Regions from separate parts of the Gossypium arboreum genome. Here region 2 is linked to region 1. The links are chromatin contacts, called in public Hi-C maps. All regions are on one chromosome and are shown on one strand. The core of a region is the stretch at or near the end of the contact, and the rest is flanking DNA. Distances in the headings are between cores, read along the strand shown.

Evidence for each region. A called contact is a pair of places that touch in the nucleus more often than the background predicts.
Region 2: a contact with region 1 is called in a Hi-C map of leaf, with 2.1 times the contacts expected there. The contact joins the promoter of LOC108470556 here to the promoter of LOC108473886 in region 1. A contact is called at or near these places in 2 of 5 Hi-C or Micro-C datasets (both in leaf).

The regions. Positions count from the first base shown.
Region 1 is chr6:16,330,286-16,334,524 of ASM2569848v2, forward strand. It overlaps LOC108473886, which reads left to right and starts at 2,545. Exons shown (of 2, transcript XR_008284268.1): 1 at 2,545-2,859. LOC108470611 (cation/calcium exchanger 4-like) reads right to left here and starts at 749. Exons shown (of 1, transcript XM_017771970.2): 1 at 1-749. The coding sequence starts at 431.
Region 2 is chr6:16,539,556-16,543,794 of ASM2569848v2, forward strand. LOC108470556 reads right to left here and starts at 1,775. Exons shown (of 8, transcript XM_053030190.1): 1 at 1,653-1,775; 2 at 697-1,006. The coding sequence starts at 996.

The DNA.
Region 1 (4,239 bases), core at 1,295-3,794:
CCCACTATCCTAAATTCTCCACAACCACAATAGAAGAACTTAATGTAATCAAAGAATCCATCTGAAGAACACTGTGGATTCGATTCCAGGAACTCACATTGATTAGCAAAACCCTGATGATTATTCAATCCGGTACAGAAAACAGGATGGCCCAAGCTTACATTCAACTCATTCTGCTGGCCCTTCCCAAAAGCTAAATTTGACGAACTGGCATCAAGTTCGCTAATTTTTCGACGAATTATACCGACGTGATCAAGTACGGTTCTTTGATTCAAATTATAATTAATAAGCCCAGACGATTGGCTAATGTGAGGGTTCCTTAAGAAATCAACCCGGGTGCAAAAAAAGAACAGTAGAATAATGGCAGATAATCCATTGAAAATCCCATGAAATTTGGGACTTTTTGAAACATAAAGACAATTATTACTCATAAATAAAATCTCTTTATCTAAAATAAAACATCAAGCTTTTAAAAATTCCTACAAAGTGAATTAGGCTAGGGTTTTCAGCTAAGGAACTAGGAAACCCCAGCCTTTGAATTCAGAAGAGAAAATGAATATGAAATTTAGGATACTTACCGATGACCCCAAGATTAAAGAGGAACTGGAATTTAATGGCTCTTTTTGGGACAGTTTTTCCAACGCAGAAGTTCGTTGACAATAATAATCAGGGAATTTTTGAAAAAATTAATTTGGAGGAGAAGTTGGTTAGAAATTTCTCATGACTGCTATTTTTTCCTTTTCTTTATCACCCTTTATTATTTATATTAATATATACTATTTTTTAATGAGTGCTAATTTTTTATTACATTTTTATAAAATTTAAAAGTTATTTTTTTCAATTAAGAAAAACTATTTTACTCGTGTTAATTTCATGCTTTATTAATAAGAGAATCATGGTTTGCAAAATCCAATCGGTTTCACTAATTTATTTAAAAATATTATACGTAATTTTTATGTGTTTATATTTCTAATTCTTTAAATGGTATAATTTTACAATTTAAAATATATATATTTACTAATTAAATGAACATAGGTATAATTTATAATAAAATTCTACTATTTTTGATAAATAATTTAGAGAATAAAATGTTTTAAAAGTAATGAAAATAGAAAATAATTGATAATAAAATATTAAATAATTAGATAAAATAAAATTGAATTAATATATAAATTATTAAAATTAATATAGAAATTTGGAACTAAGAGGACAAATTTAATGTTATATTACCTTATAATCAATTAAATAAATTTTCAATCTCTTTTCGATACTATTGTTGTTCGAATATGATTCGACTACTAACTTATTATTACTAATTATCTCCATATGCTACTTGATTGAATGTGTTTAACTATTTGATAATATTCTCTAATATTAATTAAGTGATAATTAATGGATAAAATAAAACTCAATTTTACAACAATCTTTCTTTTAATTGATTTAACATAGTACTTTGCCTCTAATAAACTTAAATTAAATTATAATTAGATTTAAATATCAATTAAAAGATTTAAATTAAATTATATTTATTACTTAAAATAAATTTAAAATTTATGTCTCATATATTAAAATATTAATAATGAGTTACAATAAAGTATTTTAATATTTTTATAATAATTTAAGTTGATGTATTTTATATATCATAATATTATAAATTTGAATATTATTTAAATTTATATTTTTACTTTATAATATCAAATCTACAATAAACATTTTATCCTTTCAAAAATATTTTTAACAAATTTACTAAATATTTAAAGCTTAAATCAAATTTTTCGGTATAAGTAAAATTTTTAATTACCATACTTTTTTTTTTTATTCGCTATATCTCGGTTTACTGAGATAGTGTTTGGGATTTGTGACTACCATTTTCAATAATCTTGTCTCCAAAATTTGAATTTACATTCTTTTGAGAATGTAATAGGTCTTACCAAATGCACCCAACACTTAATGGTGATCACAAATACTACTTCAAGTTAACCTTATATTAATATTTAGATGTCAATACAATTTGTAATTATTACAATACTTAAATAAAAACTAAAACTTTTAAATTAAATTATAATTATTTTTAGTTGTCAATCTAATAATATGATAAAAAAAGAGAGAATATTTTTATTTATTCAAAACTTTATCTAAATTCATGCTTTTATATATATATTATAGATAGATAATATCTTAAACATTCATTATACATTATAAATTCAATTAAAAGATTAGCAAAGCTAATTTTATTGACTCTAAAACTTGGAATGTTTTAAAACATTATTGAAAGACTAATACACTAAACTAAAGTCAAAGTAGTTACAAAACATTAAAATATTCCAATCCATAACCCAAATATTAAAAACATTACAATCCTTAATTCATGATGCGAAATCTTGGGAATAATTTTTTTTTTTTTTGAAATTAAAATTGGCCGGGTACTTTATTTGGAAAAAGAAAACTAAAATAGGCCCAAACAGATCAATTGGGCTCAATCCTACTCTGGCTAGGAACATACAAAAGAAGAACGGCCTTACTGGACAGTTTAATAGTGGAGGCCTCCTAAAGGAATTAAAAAAAGAAAAGAACTATTAACTGGATAAGAACGACAGAAGCAATAAATGATAATGAAAAGAAAACAGGAAACCTACTCATCCACCCCGGTCAACTCAAACTGCTGGCACCCATTAAAACTACTCGCATTTTCATTTCAAAAACCACCCGTTCTGATGATAACAATTCCCAAAGAGAAAAATAAATCATTTCTGCTATCTGGTTGGGAGTCTCATTTGTCTCAAAGGTCCTTCAGTCTGGGCATCGTGGCCATCGCCCCGCCGAACCGAACGCCTGGTCATGTAGTTCTTCTCCCGTCAGGTACGATCTTTCTCCTCTTGCAAGTGTGTTCTTTGCGATTCTATGAGCTCTCAAGTTCTCTGATCTGTGGATATACTGGAAGTGGATCTCTTGAAATCTGGTTGTTGTATTTTGAATATCTCTGATAATCGCTCCGATCTCTGATTTGTCTTTTGTTGTTGTTTGACACTTTTTAACAACTGTTCTGGAATCCCCATGATTTTAACCGATTGCAAACCCATGGAAATCCCTAACTTAATGGCTTCATAACATGCATATGCTTCTGCTGCAAATGCGGACACGTTGCTGTGAAGGTTCGACTTTAATGCCAATAGTTCACCCCTAATCCCCCACGCTACCAGACCTGTCGCTGACTTGAAATTTCTGCCATTAAAAGCTGCATCAAACTTAACCGTCAAACTCGGTGAGTCTTCCTGAGCGCTTTGGTTTTTGATGGTATTAACATGACTCTTTTTTGATCGCATTCCTTCGTATTCCTCCATATGTCTCTGTACGCTTTTTGCTAGATCTGTGCCAGTCGTGCTCTTTCTCTCATGAATAAATTGATTTCTGGAAAACCAGATTAACCACAAAGCATAGCAGAAAAGCTGGCATTGTTCATCATTCCCTCTCGTGAAAACCTAGGTTAGCCACTCCCAAATATTTTGACTCGCAGTATTAATTACCCAGGAAAGCTGTAACTTTTGCCACACTTCTGTTGATATAAGACCGTGACGAAGGACGTGGAGGCTATCTTCAACACTGAAACAGCATCGAAATTATTTTTTAAAGGGATGTTTGAAAAACGGGAATCGATTTTTGAAAAATGAAAACGGGAGTTATTAATTTTTCTAGGTGTGATTGAATCATTTTATAAAATGTTTTAGTTTATTAAAATTAAAAAAAATAGGTTTGAGAGTCGGTTACGTACAAGGAAGGATTAGCACTCTTGCAACTCTAAAAATTGGTACCAAATTGAATAGATTTTTGTCTTAATGTCAAAAATTTGAAAGGATTTAAAAAATAAGATTTTTTAAATTGAAATTATTTAAGTTAAAAAAAATTGAAATTCTTTAGCTCTAAAAGAATATAAACATTACATCTAATATGATAAGACATGATATTTTTAAATTTTCGTAATTGAAATTATTTCGTGATTTACAAAATCTATTTAGAATGATATTTTAAGCATTTAGACAGATATTTTAAGCATTTAGACAAATGAAAATCGTAACTTAACATGTTAGGGCATTATTTCGAAATTTTAAACATTAAGCATAGCTTTTATTTTTTAAAAAATTCTTGGAGTATTATTTTAAATAACGTTTTAGGATGACATATTAATGCATTATGAAATATAGATGTATAAAATATTCTAACTTTTTATACAAACATAAATAA
Region 2 (4,239 bases), core at 525-3,024, 210 kb after region 1:
TACAATAAAACTAGAGCATCGTATGGAGAAAATATGTTTCTGCCCAAGAACAAACAAATACATGTACTGTAAAATGGCTTTAAAAACATCAAATGAATTTGTCTTTGATGCTCATACTGAGATGCATTAGGTTTACAATGAAATGCAGTGTTAAGACATCATACAACTATACCTGTTGCACAGAGGCATGATAGGTCTTGACTCCTAACTGTGAGAACCATGCATGGATTAAGTACAAAACAGATAATGACATAAAAACAAACCAAAATCCATTGCACTGGATTCATCCTTTAGATTAAAAACCTTACTTATAAATCTCAACACAAAATTCGAAATGTAAGTTAGGTTCATGATGGTAGTGGCATAACAAAAGGATTCAGAATTCTGAACTCATGATTCTGATATGAACACTGTAATTAACAAGAAAGTCGAATGATAGTAGATTTAAACTAACTGGAGCAGAATCATGAAATTTGGCAGAAAAACTAGCATTAGTCCAACACCCATCATCTCTCGTATGTAAATGAAACTGCCAACTTCTTTAAAAACAACTTCCCCCACCCCTCCCAAACACTCGTATTCTAGTTACTAGCCAATCTGTTTTACAGTCCTCAAAACAGAGTAAATGAAACCAATAAAATAATCATGGCATCAAACATTACAGCAGCAATAAAAATCAAAGGATGCATACGGTACCTGCCTCTTCAATAAGAAGTTGATCCCAAATGCCAAATCTCCAATGGGCCACTTCCCTAGAGTCTCAGAGTATGTAAACCTAAGAGTTTCAGACAAAGTAGAAATCGTCTCTACCCACGTTGCAGGAGCTTGAATTAACCTATGCGAAACGCGATCAAGCCCTGAAGAAGGATTATTGGACAAATCACTTCCATTTTCATTGTCATCGTTACCAGACCTATCTGTCTGCAATTTACGATTCAATGTATAGTACAGAAGAGCAGCTGCACCAGCTGCGGTAGCCATAGTTGCAGTTGCCATGAGTTTATCCCTAAAATATTAAATAAAAGCACAATTATAATTACCTCAGAAAGCTTGTAATATCACATTCAAACATAGACGAGAAATATAGTCAATGCTTTCTAAAAACAATATTGGAGAAAGGAGAGAGCATTGTAACCTTGTATTTGGCTGCTGGGAAAACTAAAGAGAAAGAAAGAAATCGAAATTCAGATCCTATTTCTAATAGCTAACATGCTTCATCGCAATACAGAGCTATAAACTTTGAGATATATCATCTACGGATTAAACGAAAAAAAAAAAAAACCCATACACACACAAACACACGGAATGTGAAAAAAGAATAAAACATGACAACCTAAACATGAGGAAAATCTGGGGGGAAAAAACCCTAATAACACGGCAAATCGGAATATTTAAAATTAACGAACCTGAGGAGCTCGATATTCACTGAAATTCTCCGATTAATTACGAAAACTACCTTCGTGTGTAAAGAAACCGATTGATTACTCAACGCATATTCTTTTATTTTATGTTTATTATTATTAGAGAGGGAGTGAGTGGGGGAGGCATGGGTTAATTAGTGGAAAATTTTTGTAATGCCGGTTTGTAGTACACGTGTCCGAATCTAATTGCAGGGAAGCTAGGAAATAGGTGTTTTAAGAATTTAAACCGACCTTAGCTTAGCTATTAGGATTGTACTTTTCCGGTCTTGGTGTCTTCTACTGTAAGGATGGGAGGGGTGGCTTCAAAGTACAAGTCCGGATGCAGAATTTATTCAAGTGTAACCCGTCTCTATTGTGGTTTGAATTATATTTTTGGTTTAAATATCCCAAATTATTTTTTATTTAAAAATCTTAGTCCTCCATTTAATTTTACTATTAAAGTTAACAATGTCAAAAATAAAATAATTCTTAAAAATAAAAAATTATTAAAAAAGATAAAACTCATTAAAATTATAAAAAATTATAAAAAATTATAAAATTCAATGTTATATAAATCGGACCGGATAGGGAATCGATTAGGGTATCAATTCGGCGAGACGTAAAAATTAGTTGACTAACGAACTGGTACAAACTAATTGAAATAAGCTTAAAATTGGTTGAATCGATAGTTGAATCGATTTTGAATTGGCCTAACCAATTGGTTCCTAGAATAACCAATATAAGCTGGTTCAAAGCAAATAAATTATTAAAACTTATAATAAAAATTATAAAATTGGTTTAATTGCTAGTTCAACTGATTTTTAATTTAGTTCAACCAGTCTCTTCTAATTCACAGGTCTACAAATTTTTAAAATTTTAAACTTTTTTAGCCCTCAATATTTATAGTTTTTATCAATTTGGTCCATACGCTTCAAAAGTACATTATTTTTTTATAAAATTTTAAAAATATATTTTTCTTATTTAAAAAATAAATATTTAAAAAATATAATTTTAGTAAAAATAAAACTCTTTAAAATAAAAATAAAAAATAAAAAGATATTTTTAAAAATATTTTTAAATATAAAACTTTCAAAATTCAATGTTATCTAAATCGAATCGGATTGATTGGATCAAGAACTAGTTGGGTATTGGTCTGATGAGAGATAAAAATCTAGTTAACCTAGAATCGGTACGGACTACTTGAATCGAGCTAAAAAAACCAGTTGAACTGGCGATTGAATTAATTTTATAATTTCTTTAATTTTTTTATTTTTAGTAATTTATTTTCTTTAATCCGGATGGATAGATTGTTTTGGAAATCAATTGGCCACACTAGTGTTGGGGATCAACCCAATTAAGCAACGAACAAGTAAAAATAGCGGAAAAATTTGAGAAATTGAATACAAAAATTTAACGTGAAAAAACCCCCCCAAAGAGGATAAAAAAACCACGGGCAAAGATATTTTTACTGTAATGGAAAAAGAACGAAGAGTATAAAAGATGAAAATAAAAACTAAACCTCAAAACCTGAAAACAAAGAACCTTCAGAACCTAAACACAAAATTCTCCAAAAGTGTTATGAGTTCAATATTTAATAGGTGTATTTTCTAAAGTTGTAAAAGAGCCTATTTATAGGCTAAATTCGTAGGTCAAATACTAATAAAATAATCTAGACTAATCAGAATTTAACTGAAACAAAAAAACAAAGTTTAATTGGAAGATTATCTCTCAAATTTGATTGAAATATGAGGCATACTCAACAAATCTCCAGCTTAACTCGTATTTCCACAATGCCATCTTTGCCAAAGCCTGCCACGGGCCTATCTTGAACTATGCAGGGAATTAACTAAGTCGAATCTATGCTTAGAAGTTAGAAGACTTCTAGTGTAACAGCCCGATTTTGGGCCTAGTCGGAACAGTGGTTTCAAGACCACAAATCTGACGTAGTAAAACTTTTTTTATCACATTTTTATGGTTTAAAATTTTCTGGAATGATTTCATGAAAATTTCGTTCAAAAATTTTGACGTTTGAGCATTCAATTTAGCAAAAAAGGACTAAATTGTAAAAAATGAAAAAGTTGAGTTCTACGTACTAGAGGTGTCAAATTTCTTTGAAATTTTACATGGAAGGTCCTTAGATTGTAATTAGACCATTTTACTTTAAGTTGGACAAAAATAAACATGAGGTAAGAGAATTTTAGTGTTTTAAGAAAAGGGCATTGTGGTCATTTAGTAACTAAATGAATTAAAAAGAAAAAATCAAGCCAAAATATAGTCCATCTTCTTCATGCTTGTGTCAAAATTTAGAAGGGAAGCTATAGCTAGGGTTTGGCCACTTTCAAGCTCGATTGTAAGTCCGTTCTTGCCCCGTTTTTAATGTTCTTTACATTTTTGAAGTCATTATCACTCGATCTATCTATTTCTACCATTAATTTGAGAAATGATTAAGGTCTAGGGTTTGAACCATGTTAGATATGTGTGTATTTTGATGCCTAATGGTAGAAAATGTGTGTTTGGTGTGTCATAAACAACTTTTGCTAGGTGATTTTTGATGAAAATGTCAAAAGGACCAATTTGTAAAAAGGTTATAAAATGTGTGTAAAAGTGCGATTAAATGAAAATTGTGAGCTTTTATAAGCATGAAAGAGGTTTGACTAGGCTTGAGAATCTAAGAAATTGAATTTATTTCATTTTACGAGCCTAGGGACCAAAGTATAAAAATGTCAAAGTTTAGAGGCAAAATGTAATTTTGCCATAACGTAATTTTTGGGCTGAATTAAATAATGTGAATAATAAATGAGTTAAATTTGCTATTATAAATCAAGAGAAACGAGGTTCG